Linked DNA regions of Larimichthys crocea: region 2 is linked to region 1. A link is a contact called in public Hi-C data. All regions are on one chromosome and are shown on one strand. The core of a region is the stretch at or near the end of the contact, and the rest is flanking DNA. Distances in the headings are between cores, read along the strand shown. Region 1 holds the start of LOC104929446 (frizzled-8). Region 2 holds the start of pitrm1 (pitrilysin metallopeptidase 1).

The links. Hi-C and Micro-C count contacts between places; a contact is called where the count stands out from the background.
Region 2: a contact with region 1 is called in a Hi-C map of muscle, with 4 times the contacts expected there. The contact joins the promoter of pitrm1 here to the promoter of LOC104929446 in region 1. A contact is called at or near these places in 2 of 7 Hi-C or Micro-C datasets (both in muscle).

The regions. Positions count from the first base shown.
Region 1 is chrII:3,123,398-3,131,036 of L_crocea_2.0, reverse strand. LOC104929446 (frizzled-8) reads left to right here and starts at 4,232. Exons shown (of 1, transcript XM_010743966.3): 1 at 4,232-6,507. The coding sequence starts at 4,488. The coding sequence ends at 6,236.
Region 2 is chrII:3,514,549-3,522,187 of L_crocea_2.0, reverse strand. pitrm1 (pitrilysin metallopeptidase 1) reads right to left here and starts at 3,489. Exons shown (of 27, transcript XM_019267418.2): 1 at 3,252-3,489; 2 at 1,937-2,042; 3 at 1,723-1,829; 4 at 1,492-1,643; 5 at 1,299-1,413; 6 at 1,103-1,199; 7 at 758-918; 8 at 456-582. The coding sequence starts at 3,298.

The DNA of each region.
Region 1 (7,639 bases), core at 2,983-5,482:
GTTCGAGGTACAGTCGCAGGTCAGAGGAGGGAAGGAAATTGAAATCACTGCTTTTTTCTTTTTTATTTGGTAAGTTGGCATGGCAACGCTGGGGAAGAAGACAGTGGCATAACCTGATGATTTGACACGCATCGTTCCACAGTCTCATGCTAAAGCATGTAATAGACCCATCGATCCACAACAAGACGTGAAAAGTCCACATATGTCTGAAAGCAGAAGTATACAGAGCGAGAAGGTCCGTGATCAGATGAGTTTGGGGTGATGGATGGCATAAACACCTTGGAGACTGCCGTTCAAGTCCCCTGTGAAATCCAAATTCAACGTTGATTTTTGTCAAGTACGATCTTTTCCAAAACCTTGTCTCGGTTTTGTTCCCTAAACTTCACAGAATTACAAACTCTTTAGCTTCATTTTAAAAATGTTGCATATTATTATTGTTGTGCAGATCTCAGCGTGCTCTTAAGAAACTGATGAAGTCTCGCTTGTATTTATTTTTTAATTTAATGCATTTGCCTTTTTGTTTGTTTCCTTGTGGTGAACTTTACTTACATTCTCGAGTACTGCTCTGACTGACAGCACTAGAGGATGGATGTATTTTCACTCTCGTCTTCCCAAAAGCAGTGTTATTCAACACGCTGTTAATCAACTCAAATTTAGCACATTGTGTTATAGGAAGGATAGTAGAGTTTGAGAGTATCACAAGGCCAAACTTCCCATGAGGAGGTTACAAAGACAAACATTTCAGAGTTTCACAGCACGCCTCAGTAACTCTGTGAGAACTCCCCCCCTCCCTCGCCTCTTTCTTTGGCGTCATGAACTTTGAGAGCCCTGGGAGAATCGAGGGGGGGAAAAAGGAGAGAGGCAAGACGGGGAGGTTAGATAGAGGAGTGGTAGGGTGGGCAGCCCGGAGAATGCAGAAATTGACTTCTAAACAGATGCAGTAATTCCATTTCCACCCCTTTAAATTTGGTATGCAGGGGGCCAGCATGTAACCCTAAACCCACTATCGCTGTTGCACACAGAAGGCGGGAGGCGTAGTCGACAGTTGGTGGCTGGGGCCGCCGAGTCTATCAGCCTTGTTAATCAATACGGGTTCCACTCTGATAGACAGCGATTGGTGTAACCGATGCTCAGGCTGCTATTCTGTCCGCCGCGGTGGGAGGAGGGAGGCACCTGTTTCCTACGACTTTCACCTGCGGTTCACAGCTCGGCTGGAGACGGCTGGGCCCGGCGTGAGGCATCTGGATCAGCCCCCAGAAAAAGTCTCTGCACCAACACGGGAATGTCTGAGGAGTCTCATTCCATCATGAGAAAAATGCTCCACCTGTTCTGACTAAATGATAGCCGGTATGAAAGTAAAACTAAACTATCCGGAATCCTAAAGCTGCACAAAAAAACAACCAGAATCACAAATGAATATCCGATATTCACTAAGAAAATACTGTAAAAACAGACGCTTTGTGCAAATGATATTCTAGTCACATTGGTGACATTACAGAGCAGAAATTCTACCCTGGTGCTGTGAGTGAAAAGATGAAACCCTATGCTAAACTATCAGTCAGTTCCTACGCTACAGCCAGAAAGTGAAGTACACACACTGGATTCAGCTGGAGGTCTTGAAAGATGGTTTGGAGGGTTGTTAGTCATCCAAAAGTTTGGCAGGTCGATAATGAAGGCTGCCTCTTTGTCTGGAAAGTTCTCAGTCTGAACACTTAGAAGAATCGACTGTAAGCGCAGATGTACACTTCTGTGTTTAGATTGGTTACTGCATACTTGTGCATGTTCTTGTGAAGGGATAACTGTTTCTGTATCTGAACCACAGACTGTATTAAACGTGGACGTAGCATCTGTGACGTCACCCACAATGTGGCGGCTCCTGCTGTCGTTATTTTGGCCTCCGCCGACTGCCCGCTGATCCAAAACGACATGCAGTTGTCATGAACGGGGAGATTAGATATAGAGACCAAAACCGCATTTTGTACCAGGCTGTAAACATGTATTTTTGGGGGCATTTTAACATGGAGACCTCGTTCTGTAGCCAGCCTCAAGTGGCCGTCTGAGGAACAGCAGTTTTGGCACGTCTGCCTTGGCTTTACATCAGTGTGGTGGATATCATTAGCTTATTGTTTTTGATTGTGTCGTCTGACATTTCTTGGGAACTGTTTGCCAAATAGGAGCGACTGTTACAGGAAAGTATCTTTGAAACTCACTCGGCACCCTCACAATTATCTTTTCACAACACGACCCGCTCAGCTGGAACCCCCAAACTGAAAAAAACAAAAAAAACGTGCATCCCGTCTGCCAAACTGTCTCCATCTGAAGCTGATGAACCCAATAAGAAGTGTGAATGACTTTAATTAGTGTTATCACAATGCCGTATCTGCCCGTGTTGGCCTTTTTTCTTTAGAATGAGCTCTGAAACAGTTTACACACACACACACACACACACATTGTTTGTTGGGCCCAGTGGTGCGTCGCAGTAATCACTGGCCCAGCATGCTCTGAGTAAAACATTGGCACCAGCGTTAAGACAAATAGCTGCCGCCTCCTCCTCCTCCTCCTCCTCCTCCTCCTCCCTCCCTTTAGACCAAGACGGCCCCCCGCTGTGGGCTAACAAGAACACATTAACCTCCCTTACCACACACACAACGCACATTCTCCCTCCGTTTCTTTTTTCCTGCACGCAACCAGACGTGCAGACATACTCTCTCTCAAACCGTCACACGCATCCAAACTCGAGGAGGCCGCAATTTCACGCGTTGTCAGACTCGCAGTGGATGGCCACTTGCCGATTTAATGATTGATCGATTGGCTTTTTCATAAACTTTGCAGCAGCCAAGTGACTCATCTGAAGGGCTGGAAATCTTTCTGTCCACCTGCTTTTAACATTTTTTTTCTTCCTCATGACACTTGATGAAAATTGAGTATGATAGAAGTGAAAGTGAAAAGAGAAAATAATCAAAGAATTGGACTTTAAACCCAAGAAAATGACTCTCTGTATGAATCGGTTTTCCATAACTGCTCGTCTTTATCAGGGCTGGACTCCCAGCTGACACTGGGGCAAGAGGCAGGATCCCTGTACAAGTCACAACCAGTTCAGTGCAGTGAGGCAACCATTCACACTCACATTCACACCTATTCTCACCAATGAATCTATTAACCTGCATTTCTTTGAACTGTGGGACGAAGATGAAGTCTTCAGAGATTTCATAGGTGAAATTCTGAATCCTTTGAACTCTCTGACCCGGATGTTTATTCCATTGGACGAACCATCAGAAGTGAGAAGTGGGAAATGAAACATGAAACAACGACTGGTAGTGATGAATGATTTTCAAAGTAAAAGTTTTAAAGTTCAAACAAACTACAAACACAACCTGAGATTAATAAACGTGATCAATCATTACATGAAGTTTCCATTTTAAAGGAGCTGATGAAGTCTTGCTTGTGTTTCTTTTTTTCATTTGATGCGTGATGATGTTATTTATCGCAGTTTTGTTTAAAGCGTTGTGCCTCCTCATGCTGAACTTTAACACTTTGTAACATTTACTTACTTTAAGAGTTTGGACGTATTTTTACACACTGTTGTAGGAAGGATAACAGAGTTTTTGAAAGTTTCACAAGGCCAAACTTTCCATGCAATGGGTCAGCTGGTGAATTAACCACAGAGAGAGTCAGTTAGGTTTAATAAAGAGTTCTGATGGACTCATGTTCTTGAAACAGTCTAACACAGACTCATATCTAACTTGGAATGATTGATTGTTAATGAAAATGTCTCAATAGTTTCTTCACGATAGAGTTGTAGTGATGTGGAGCTAAATAAAGAGTTTGATCTCCAGCCACTAAGATGAGTAATGAGTTCATTTCAGCATCATTGCATTTAAGTTTTGCATGAGTGCTGCCGTGATGCATTCAGGCACATCCAAATAAGTTAGACTTATGTTAGTTTACTCCCCACTGTCTCTTTCCCTAATTACATTTCTTCCTGATGTCTCTATTGTATTAAAACACCCACCTCGCCTTGTTTGTAAAGGGCAGAGTGTGTGTGTGTGTGTGTGTGTGTGTGTGTGTGTGTGTGTTGGGGGGGGGCAAACAGAGACAAAGTGATTATAACCCTTCCTCCAGGGTGAACATTTTAAACAAACACCTATAGAAGGAACCCCTGATTGACTTATTCTCCCTCCCCGCCCATGCAGGGGGAGTGTCCTCGCTCCTCCCGTATAAAACCCAAACGCACCCACCAGCTGTAGAGCATGCAGAGAGACACACACGGTGCAACACCGACACAAAGGGAGAGAGAGGAGACTCAGTGTAGACCCCTGTGTGACAGTAAAACGCCTGGATCTTACAGACACTGCGAAGCATCACACACTGTCTGCGCTCTAGCATGAGTTCAGCAGCATCTCTGGATTAATCGGACCTACAGCCTACTTGCAGAAAGCAAGTTCGCTGGCACTTTGTCGAGGACGAGACGCGCACTGAGAACAACGATGGAGAGGAGCATCCCGGGATGGCGCGTACTGCTGCTCGCCTTCGTCCTGCACGGAACGGGCTGCATGGCGGCCAAGGAGCTCCAGTGCCAGGAGATCTCCGTGCCTCTGTGCAAAGGAATCGGTTACAATTACACCTACATGCCCAACCAGTTCAACCACGACACGCAGGACGAAGCCGGCCTGGAGGTGCACCAGTTTTGGCCGCTGGTGGAGATAAAGTGCTCCCCGGATTTGCGCTTCTTCCTCTGCAGCATGTACACGCCGATCTGCCTGGAGGACTACAAGAAGCCTCTGCCGCCGTGCAGGAGCGTGTGTGAGAGAGCCAAAGCTGGCTGCGCTCCGCTCATGAGACAGTACGGCTTCCCGTGGCCAGACCGGATGAGGTGCGACCTGCTGCCCGAGCAAGGCAACCAGGACACGCTGTGCATGGACTACAACAGGAGCCAGACCACCACTGCTTCTCCCGTGGTGGCCAAGCCGACCAACCGGCCCGTGAAGCCGTACAACCCCAGGAAGAATCACAGCTACGGTCGGGGCATACCGGGGAAACCCAAACCGGCAGCGTCCCAGTGTGAGCAGGGATGCTTCTGCCGCGCGCCCATGGTGCCAGTGACCAGCGACAGCCACCCGCTGCACAACCGCGTCAAGACGGGACAGATCATGAACTGCGCCATGCCGTGCCACAACCCTTACTTCACCCAGGAAGAGAGGACTTTCACCGCCTTCTGGATCGGCCTGTGGTCCGTCCTGTGTTTCATCTCCACTTTCGCAACTGTGGCGACTTTTCTAATAGACATGGAGAGGTTTAAGTACCCAGAGCGCCCCATCATCTTCCTCTCCGCCTGCTACATGTTTGTGTCCATCGGATACATCGTCAGACTGATCGCCGGACACGAGGAAGTGGCCTGCAACAGGGAAAACGGCGCCGAACACATCCACTACGAGACCACCGGTCCCGCGCTCTGCACCATCGTTTTCCTGCTCATCTACTTCTTCGGCATGGCCAGCTCGATCTGGTGGGTGATTCTGTCCCTCACTTGGTTTCTCGCGGCTGGTATGAAGTGGGGGAACGAGGCCATCGCCAGTTACGCACAGTATTTTCATCTGGCCGCCTGGCTCATCCCCAGCATGAAATCCATCGCGGTTTTGGCTCTGAGCTCTGTGGACGGAGACTCTGTGGCTGGGATTTGCTACGTAGGCAACCAGAATTTGGATAACCTGCGGGGTTTTGTGTTGGCACCGCTGGTTATCTACCTGTTCATCGGCACCATGTTTCTGCTGGCCGGGTTCGTCTCGCTGTTCAGGATCAGGAGTGTTATTAAGCAAGGTGGCACCAAGACTGACAAACTGGAGAGGCTGATGATCCGGATAGGGGTTTTCACAGTTTTATACACGGTGCCAGCCACTGTCATAGTGGCGTGTTACTTTTACGAGCAGCACAACAGACAGACGTGGGAAATTACGCACAATTGTACGTGCTTGACGGACCCGAACAGGCAGAGACCAGACTATGCTGTGTTCATGTTGAAATACTTTATGTGCCTCCTGGTGGGAATCACTTCAGGAGCCTGGATCTGGTCCGGGAAAACCTTGGACTCCTGGAGGACTTTTTGCACGCGGTGCTGCTGGGGGAGTAAAGCCTCCGCGGGCTCCATGTACAGTGACGTGAGCACGGGACTGACCTGGAGGTCCGGGACGGCCAGCTCCGTCTCCTGCCCCAAACAGATGCCACTGTCCCGGGTTTGAATGATCCGCTCAGATGCATCTTATGTCATTTGACACTAAAGACTTTAAAAACCAGCGCATATGAGCTCTTGGAAGTGGCGTAAAGACTGATTATAAATGTTTGTTCATTTGGTTAATGATTCAAGGTGAGTCACCAAACTGCCGGCACTCCCCTAATGTGAACTTTTTTTGAATTTGTGGTCATGTCTGCTTCGAAAAGTTTGGACTTAAACTAAATGGAAAGTGCTCCTTCCTTGCCTTATCCAGATGACGTCCACGGGGTTTGAATAGAAGGGGGTTGGGTATGGGGAAGGGTGGGTGGTGTGTGGGTGGGTTGGGGAGGGGGGGTAATTGTGTTGGGATTGTCCATCAGCGTGTTGTAATTAGCACATTAATGAGCGCCTAATGGCTTCTCTTTAAATAATGAGGCTGTCAGCAGCAGAACAATGTACCTGGCACGAAGAATGCAGTCTTATCGGAGCTTAATTGAATGCGTAAAGCTGACAAGATCCCCCTTGTCGATAGGTTACACGGTATAGCTGAGGCTCCTCTCCTACTTCTTTTACTGTAAAGAACCGCTGTGTCTTAAACAGAAGATTCACAATGAGACTGCTCTGCTTGAATTTTTTTTTTTTACCCCTCCACATGATGGATTTCCATTAATCAATGCCTTAATACTGTCTCATACGGGTTGCATTAGCGCGTAAAAAGTGTATTTATATAATTATTTGTGTACATACATTGTACATTTTGTATATGAAAATTTACGAGATTGTAAATATGTATAATTTCCACTTTGATAGAAGATTTTATTTTGTAAAAATAAAAAAAAACAACTTTTATTGAAATCTTTCCTCGTGCGTCCTGGTCATTCACGCCAAAGAAACAAAACCAAACTTCTGTTGTGAGTTTGGACACTTGGTCACATGGTTTTGAAGCTGTAATGTGGACTGATGCTCTGTATTGAACTCAGAGTGTCCTCTGGGGCCACGTTAGATTTGTAAGCTTTGTTAAACCTCGCTGCTTTTTGCAGGTCCACATGCTGTGAGACGCAGGGGACAAAATCGGCATGGCAATAGGGGCCCTACAGGTGGTCCTCTCAGTTTGATACCACCCCCTGTGCGTTTAGGCTTGTTATTAACTCCTGACTTTTGTCCTCTGTTGAACCCCTGATCCGGACTAAATATATCACCTCATCCTATTTTACATTTTTAGAAGTCAATTCACTTGAACCAGCTGCTGATCCAGGGCTAGTAAAGGTTCTTTTTGTTCAAGTAAATCGGAAAACATCTGACAGCGATGGTAGATTTAGAACAAATCCATGCATGGCACTGGATGCTTTTGGCTACAGTTGAAGTGAGCCGTTCAGGTCACTCTTTAAAATGCGCATCTTTATATGCAGCGCTGCCCTAAGGCTTCTAATT
Region 2 (7,639 bases), core at 2,240-4,739, 390 kb before region 1:
CATGGTCTGTGAATGCGTCTGGCAGCAGGTGAGAGAGAGCACCTGGGTGAGTCAGGTGTATGACGTACGAGGTTGATGTGAGACCGGGACTGTTCTGTTGTTTTTTTGGCATGGTTCCGGCCGACAGTCACCGAGTCCTGTTACCAAACCGTTCAGCAATAAATGCAGTTTGTTCAATAACGCCTCGTCATTCATCACGTGTCCGGCTGGACGCTACAATAGTAACGAGTAACGATTCAGCACATGAAAAATGTATCTGAGTAAAAGTATTAAATTCATCAAAAATATGTAGTGCAGTAAAAGTGGAAGAAAATAATACTCCAAAAAAGTACAGATACTGCATTTTAGTACTTAAGTACAGTACTTAAGTAGTTCCACTTCGTTACTATACATCTCTGATGTTGGAGCAGCTTTGAAATGATGTTACATTGTCCAGGTGTGAATCATGAACTTACGGGGCTGCTCCAGTGTGACTGCGAGGGGACCTCGGTGTTTGGGTCGATGCGGTCGAACCTGGACAGAGCTTCTTCCTCAATCTGCTTCAGATGCTGCTCCAAAGGCAAATCTCCATATGTGAAGAACCTGGAGAGAAAACACGCAACTTCAAATTATACAGACGTGATAAAAAAAAAAAAACTGACATCAGCCTGTTTCAAATGTGAAAGAGTGACAGCAGAACAAAACGCGCTCTTGTTCTTTTGTAGGCTGTCTAAGTGTGTGTGTGTGTGTGTGTGTGTGTGTGTGTGTGTTTCTCTACCTGGCGTTGCTGGGGTGATAATGTGTGGCGTGGAATTGTTTGAGTTGCTCCCAGGTGAGGTCGGGGATGGCGAGAGGCTCTCCCCCTGACACCACAGAGTAGGTGTGGTCTGGATACAGTTTGTTCTGGAGGTGCTGCGCGTACACGCACTCGTTGTCCGACTGCAAGAATAAATAATAATCGTATTGTTTCATTTATTCAGTTCGCTGAGTGAAGGGTTAAAATCTAATCAGAGATTTCCAGGACAACATTGATTATTAGTTTCCATGACTGAGAAACTAGTCTCTAAGTTTCCAGGTTTTTCCAGGATGCATGTGTCAGTGAGCGGGAGAAGTGCTGACTTACAAAAGCTCCCTTCATTTCGTTGAACACCACGCCTTTAAACACCAGAGGGGTGCTGGGATCTGTGGGGGTTTCGTTCTCCAGCCTCCAGCCCTCCTGCCTGGAAAATCAGAAACACACAGAATCAAAGTGAGTAATCCGATTACATCGGTGTGATTTAAAAGTTGAACTGTGGCTGCTTCTAGCACACGTCACTCACCAGAAATCCAGCTCTCGTAAACAAGGGAAGAAGACCGCGTCCAGATAAACCGACAGAAGATTCTGGAAGTCCTTTCCATTCTGGGTTGAGAACGGATACATGGTGTAGTCGCTGGCTGTTCGCGAGGAAACAAACCATCAGACATCAGCTGAAGACAGAACACAAGCACGACCGTTTGCTCTGAGGTCAGTACCTGTGAACGCGTTCATGAAGGTGGACAGGGACCTGTTGAGCATCTTGAAGAAAGGGTCTCTGCAGGGATACTTCTCCGATCCACAGAGCACCGTGTGCTCCAGGATGTGAGGGACCCCCGTGCTGTCCATGGGGGTCGTTCTGAACTGGACGCTGAAAGACACAAACGAGTGTAAGAGCCGAGAACGTGCTGAGATCTGGAATAAAAACAGACACATTTTTAAAAAGTCACCTGAAGAGGTTGTTGGAGTCATCGCGGGCTGCGTGGAGGTACCGAGCTCCGGTTTTGTCATGGGTCAGCTTCACTGCTGTGAGGAACAAGTCGGGGACCGCTACGACCTGGAAGAACAGAACATTCATGTTCAAGCTTTAAATTTAACTGAAGGATTCATTCTTAAATAATAAGCTTATAACATCGCAGCGTTTCAAAGATTTAAATCCCGTACCTCTCTGACTGTGAAGCCGTGGATCTGCTCTCCTGGTTTGTACTGCAGGGCTCGGTCTCTTGCTGAAGTGCTCTTCAGCCTCCATGTGTGCTGCTGTCCACTGAACCTGAAGACAAACGGTTAACAGCACCGAGAACAAGTCACCAGGCTTTGCACAAACAATTCTCCAGCAGAGTACGTGTAAGACTTTCACGAGTTTGTGATGATGCTGAGGCTTTAATTAGAAGTTTCCTCCAGTCTGTGTCACGCTGCAACACAACTCCCATGTTAAAAGATGATAAATAACAAATGTGAGTGCACACGCATTCGCTTTTTTGAAGATACAGTTCCCAGGCAAAGACATTTCATTATAGTATAACTAATTTCTCACTGTTACTTCACTGCTACTTGTGTTTTATTTTTTACTGTTACTGCTTCTATTTAACTGCTACTTATACATGCTGCTTCTATTTAACTGCTACTTATACATGTGTATATATTGTTTAAAACAGGATATTCTATAGGGTATATCGTTAAAGTTTTCACTTACCGTTTGGGAGCTGCGATAACAATAAAAACAATTTCCCTACGGGGATTAATAAAGTATTTCTGATTCTGATTTTTACATAAGTTGAAGTAAAAGATCTAAATCTTCTTCTTCTTCTATGCACACAAAGGGTTTGCCAAGATAATCCGACCACCTGACACAGAATGACCTTCAAATGTGAGTTTTATTTTGAAAAATAAGAATCATCAGGCACTGAACTACAGTATTCTGGTATTATGGTAATCTGCCATGTGCAAAGAAAGAAAGACCTTTACAAATAGAAAACTATATATATTATTTCTTATATAGAAAAATAAGAAACAGACCTACAGATGGAGATCAAACCTCTAAACTGAGGCTGCAGACACTGAATGAAAGTCACAGATTACAGCTGATGTTCAAAGAGTTTGTCAGTTTATTGGTGGAGCATGACTGGGACAGTTTCTCTCGCAGTAATATACAAAGATTAAACTGAATAATAAATAATACAACAGCTCATTTTTAGCTGCACACCTGTCCGGTGGATTTATCAGAATAATAACAAAACCTGAGAGAGGTAAACCTTTACAAAAGTGTTGCATTTCTATTAAAATAAGAGTCGATATGAACTTATATAAACACCAAGGTCAGGGGGGTGTTGTGTCATCTTTGGTTGCATCAGCTCCTTCATGACAAAGCAGCATTCCACCTACCCGGTCACTGAATGACACGGTGACAACACGAAGCAGCACACCTGTGGTGGAGGTGCGTTCACGGACGCTAACTCTGAGCCGTTAGCTTAAAACTCACCGTATGTGTCGAAGTTTCCGGAGCGCCGCCTTCGCCTGTCGAAACATTTCCCGGCTCCGTTGTTGGATTATTAATTAATTAATTAGTGTGTTAACTCCTCGGCGTGTCACGCACGCGCGCTGTCAGTCAAAACTCGTCGGTAAACGGCTCGTGAGCATCTCTAAGCGTGCGTCCTCTCACGCGCCATGTGTAACCGTTGACATCCAGATCAGGTCGCGTGACGCATGCGCAGTAGATCGTAGATCTGGACGCCATTTTGTGCCCGGTTTCACCCATCCGCCTGCTACACTGAGCAACCGCTGAGCCACGCGCACCTACACAACATGCTTGTTTCTGATTGGTCTATCTGGGAGTAAGAGCAGATGTGATTGGCTGTGCGTCACGTTACTAAGGTTACCAAACCGGGGACTGTTTTTTTGAAGGGCAGCGACATAAATGTAAAGTTATTTTACATAAATTCGAGTTTAAAATGAAACTTAATTAATTTTAAACTAAAAATATGACTTTATTTTCCATTATTTTCCCTTTAAATGTAATTCAGTCCATCCTCCGGCAGATGTCGCTGTAACACAACATTTAAATAATCACAAAATCAGTTGGTTGTCATTCAAATGTTCCCAAAGTGGGAAACACATCATCATGATATTATTATTATTATTATTAAAGTGCAACTGAACACTTTTATTGTGAAAGAAAGTGTTAGCAAGCCCGCCACATTTATTATTATTTCAAATTCATATTCCTCCACATTTCCATAAATAAAAACACAGAGTGTGCTTCAGTGTTATTGGCAGCTCGTTTTCTTAAACCATGACAGTGCAAATGTAATTCCCTGTGGATAGAGCTGGAGAAATAAATAAAGGAAGGCTGTTTTTCTCTTCTTTCAGTTCACATTAGTTTCATTATTCAGTCTACAAACGTCTATAGATAGATACTCATGTCCATATATATCTATGTTTATATGTTTATCTATATATATATATATTATATATATATTATATATATATATATATATATATATATATATATATATATATATATATATATATATATATATGACCCGGAGTCAGACACACACCTGGCCAATAAAGCAATTCTGATTATGATTATTGGTGGTTGGTGTTTTTTAATTTGTCGCCGCTTTGTGACTTAATTTCCATTTCCCCTAAGAGTATTCATCATTTGAATATTCCAACTTCAAGTCACTTCTGCATGCTCCTGGCTGGACTGATCTGTTAGGATACCTAAGTGTTAAAGAAAACCTGCCGCGTCCTTATTATCCTCCCATTATTCCCAACTTTTTTTGTCCAATGTGCACCATATATTCCTGTGATAGGATACGGCCTCCCCCTGCTCCAGATTTACTGTGCAGTAACACGATGAAACACAAATTCATTAGGAAATATGCACCCTGGAAAGGAAAATGTCAGCTAAAATAATGTAGGTCTTAAAACTTGATCTTGACACACAGGGGGGCCCCTCTTCAAAACAGACTTTCAAGATCAGGCAATAAAAGCAGGAGCACCTTTAAGGCCTTCATCGTGTCAGTTGATATCCTGCTTTATTGGTTACAAGTAGCACACACTGATTGCTCCGCGGTAAATTTATGTTTTTCTTTTTTGGGAGGGACCCTGGAGAGCTGCGACCACTCTTCGCAGCTGGTGATTCACAGTTTTAACATTTTAGATGTCTCTGTCATCTTTCATTTTACACACTGCCTCACATTTTAGCCTGATATGTTTGGTGTTTGGGATATCAACATGCATGCAAAGCTGCACGTTTTGCAAGCCACGAGTCCGGCAGGGTGTAAAACTGCTATGAACTCACCTGAAATCAGGAGGTGCTGTGTCTTTTTTCAAGACTAATTATGTCGTAGTAAGTCAACAAGGCGGTTTCAATTCAAGGAAGGAGAAATGCAGCTTTCTTCAAGGATCACCGTGAAGCAAACTCAAGACACTCAGGAATTGAGTCAAGATGATGCTCAGGTGAATCCTCTGCATCTCTAGTCTGCTGGCATCCATGCTCTCCAGGCTATTAAGAGCAGCAAGCATGTGAGAAACACTGTGTAAATAAAACAGCAGATATCATAAAGGTAGTGTACAGTTTATATAAACCCACAACAGAGCACCGCAGACTCACAGTGAGATCCTATGGGATTAGAATAGGCACAGTGTAGTTAGTTCTCATTCCAGCACCAATGCAAAACTTATTTCTTCCCCGCTCTGCTTGTACTGACAGCAACAGCAGACTGCCTCATCCTTTTTTTTTTTTGAATATCTTTTGAGGCACCCACGGTCATCCCTTGTGTTTCCACTGACAGCATGTGGGAGATTTTCCAGTAGCATGAATAGGAGGCCTTGGTGAGGAGGCAGGAGGTTTTTCTTTTTTCTTTTTTTTGACAGAGCAGGAGCGTCCTCCAACATGGTAGCTGGTTCCAGTCTGCCAACTGCATGTTCATTATCAGCGAAGAACCTTGATGACGTGTTATCGGAATTTATCTAGTTTCAAGGATGTTTCTAAAGTCAGATCTTTCGTGATTTCACATTATGCTACGTGCAAACCACACATCTTCAATCTACAGGAGGTGAGCAGCGTGCATCGTGCCTCGTTAATTTGATGTGCTCCCCGTTGAGGCGGGACACAGAATGATCAATCAAAAGTATAATGTTATGTGATTTCAAAGAAATAAAAAACTCCTTTTATCTTTGCAAGGAGAGGACCGCTTCTTCCGGACATAAAAACATATGCATATGCAGACATATTTCAGCACAGGATTATATTATGGTGTGGGAAAAAATTAGCAAACAACTTTAAAAAGTCAGTTTTTCATTTCATGCTGACTTTAAGGTCAACTGGAGGATTACATATGCCTCTATGAAGGTTGAACGAACTCTACATCCCTCTAGTCTTAAAGCCCTTATTTGAATAAAGTAATAAACACATGCCGGTCGAGCCATAAACACGGCTTTTTATTTTTATTTTTATGTGTGTATGTTCCTTAAAAGATGCGACAACCCAGCACACAAATCCTCAAATGTAAAGCAAATATAATGTCTGAGAGATTCACCCCCTCTGCGTGCTATATGTTGTGTTGTTTGCGGATGTGAGCGGTGTGTTGGTGTCGATGTGCTCTTTCTTCCAGGTAATCCGCAGGATTTCATAAAGGTCTGGACTGTCCAGACGCTGGTTCATCCAGGCTTAAGCTATCCATCAGTGTCAGATGGAAAACAAAACCCCGTGGCTTCTCACGCTCTTCCTCACTTCTGTCTTTTACAGCTTTTGTTATCCGGCGACAGTTTGCTGAGGACGGATGTTTCTTCCCCCAGCAGCACCTTTCTACATATTCTTACTGCTGCATGGTCCCAGGCTGTTTTTCAAGGCTTTATAGTTCAAGAAGGGTAAAACTTATGCAGCGTATACTGATCTGTTTTAATGTGACAATGCTCCTGTGCTCATGCCTAAAGAAGGCTCATGCCTTCTACAGCAGCCCAGAGCGGACAAACTCAACACTGGCTCACTTTTTTTAAGAAAGGAGAGGTTGCAATGAGCAACTACAAAACTACATTCCACACTCTGGTCCTTTAAACTCCAAATATAAATCTAATTTCACCAGAGAGGACCACACCACCAGCAAGATCTGTTTAAATAATGTATTAACAAAACAAAAAGATTGCAAACTCTTGTACTTCTTCTGTCCTTTGCTGCATTGAGGCGCACCCAGGCGCAATGGACCCCCTTTAGGACTCTACGGAGAGGAGGAAGAAATAGGAGAAAGTAATGTGGTGGGCTGGATGGGTGCAGAACATGAGAGCGAAAGAGGAGGACAGGAGGTTAGGAGGGTATTTATAGGAATGTAGGAAGCGGCGCGGTTGAGGTGTGGTTCTGCTCCTGAAAGTCGGCTGGACAGCTTCGATTAAAAATGTTTCCATTTGGGCATCTTGGACATTCATAGCCACGTTGAAAGATATGAATGTACCAGTAACTGCCTGCTGATATAATAGTTATTCTCGGTGCTTTATCATGGAAATAATCCACATTTCTGTATGTTTCATAGGTCCTGCAGTATCCACATTCGATGCATGCTACCACAATCCTGCACGGTGGCATTTTGGCTCGCTCTGGTCAGCCACTCGCCATATCAGAGCTAAGGTTTATCACCTCGCCGTGCCTTTATCACCCCCCCCACCTCACAAAGGGCAAATAAAGGTTGGGCATTTGATAAAATAAATTATCATGGGCTGTTTGCTTTAAGCTCGTGTCCATCCTTTGGGGAGAGCTGTGCTTTCTCCCTCACCTCAATTCAGCAGTATCACACCAAGCTTTTTATTTTTATTTTTTTGCACCAGGTAACAGAAGCGAGCTGGGTGGAGATGTTTGTGTTTGAGATC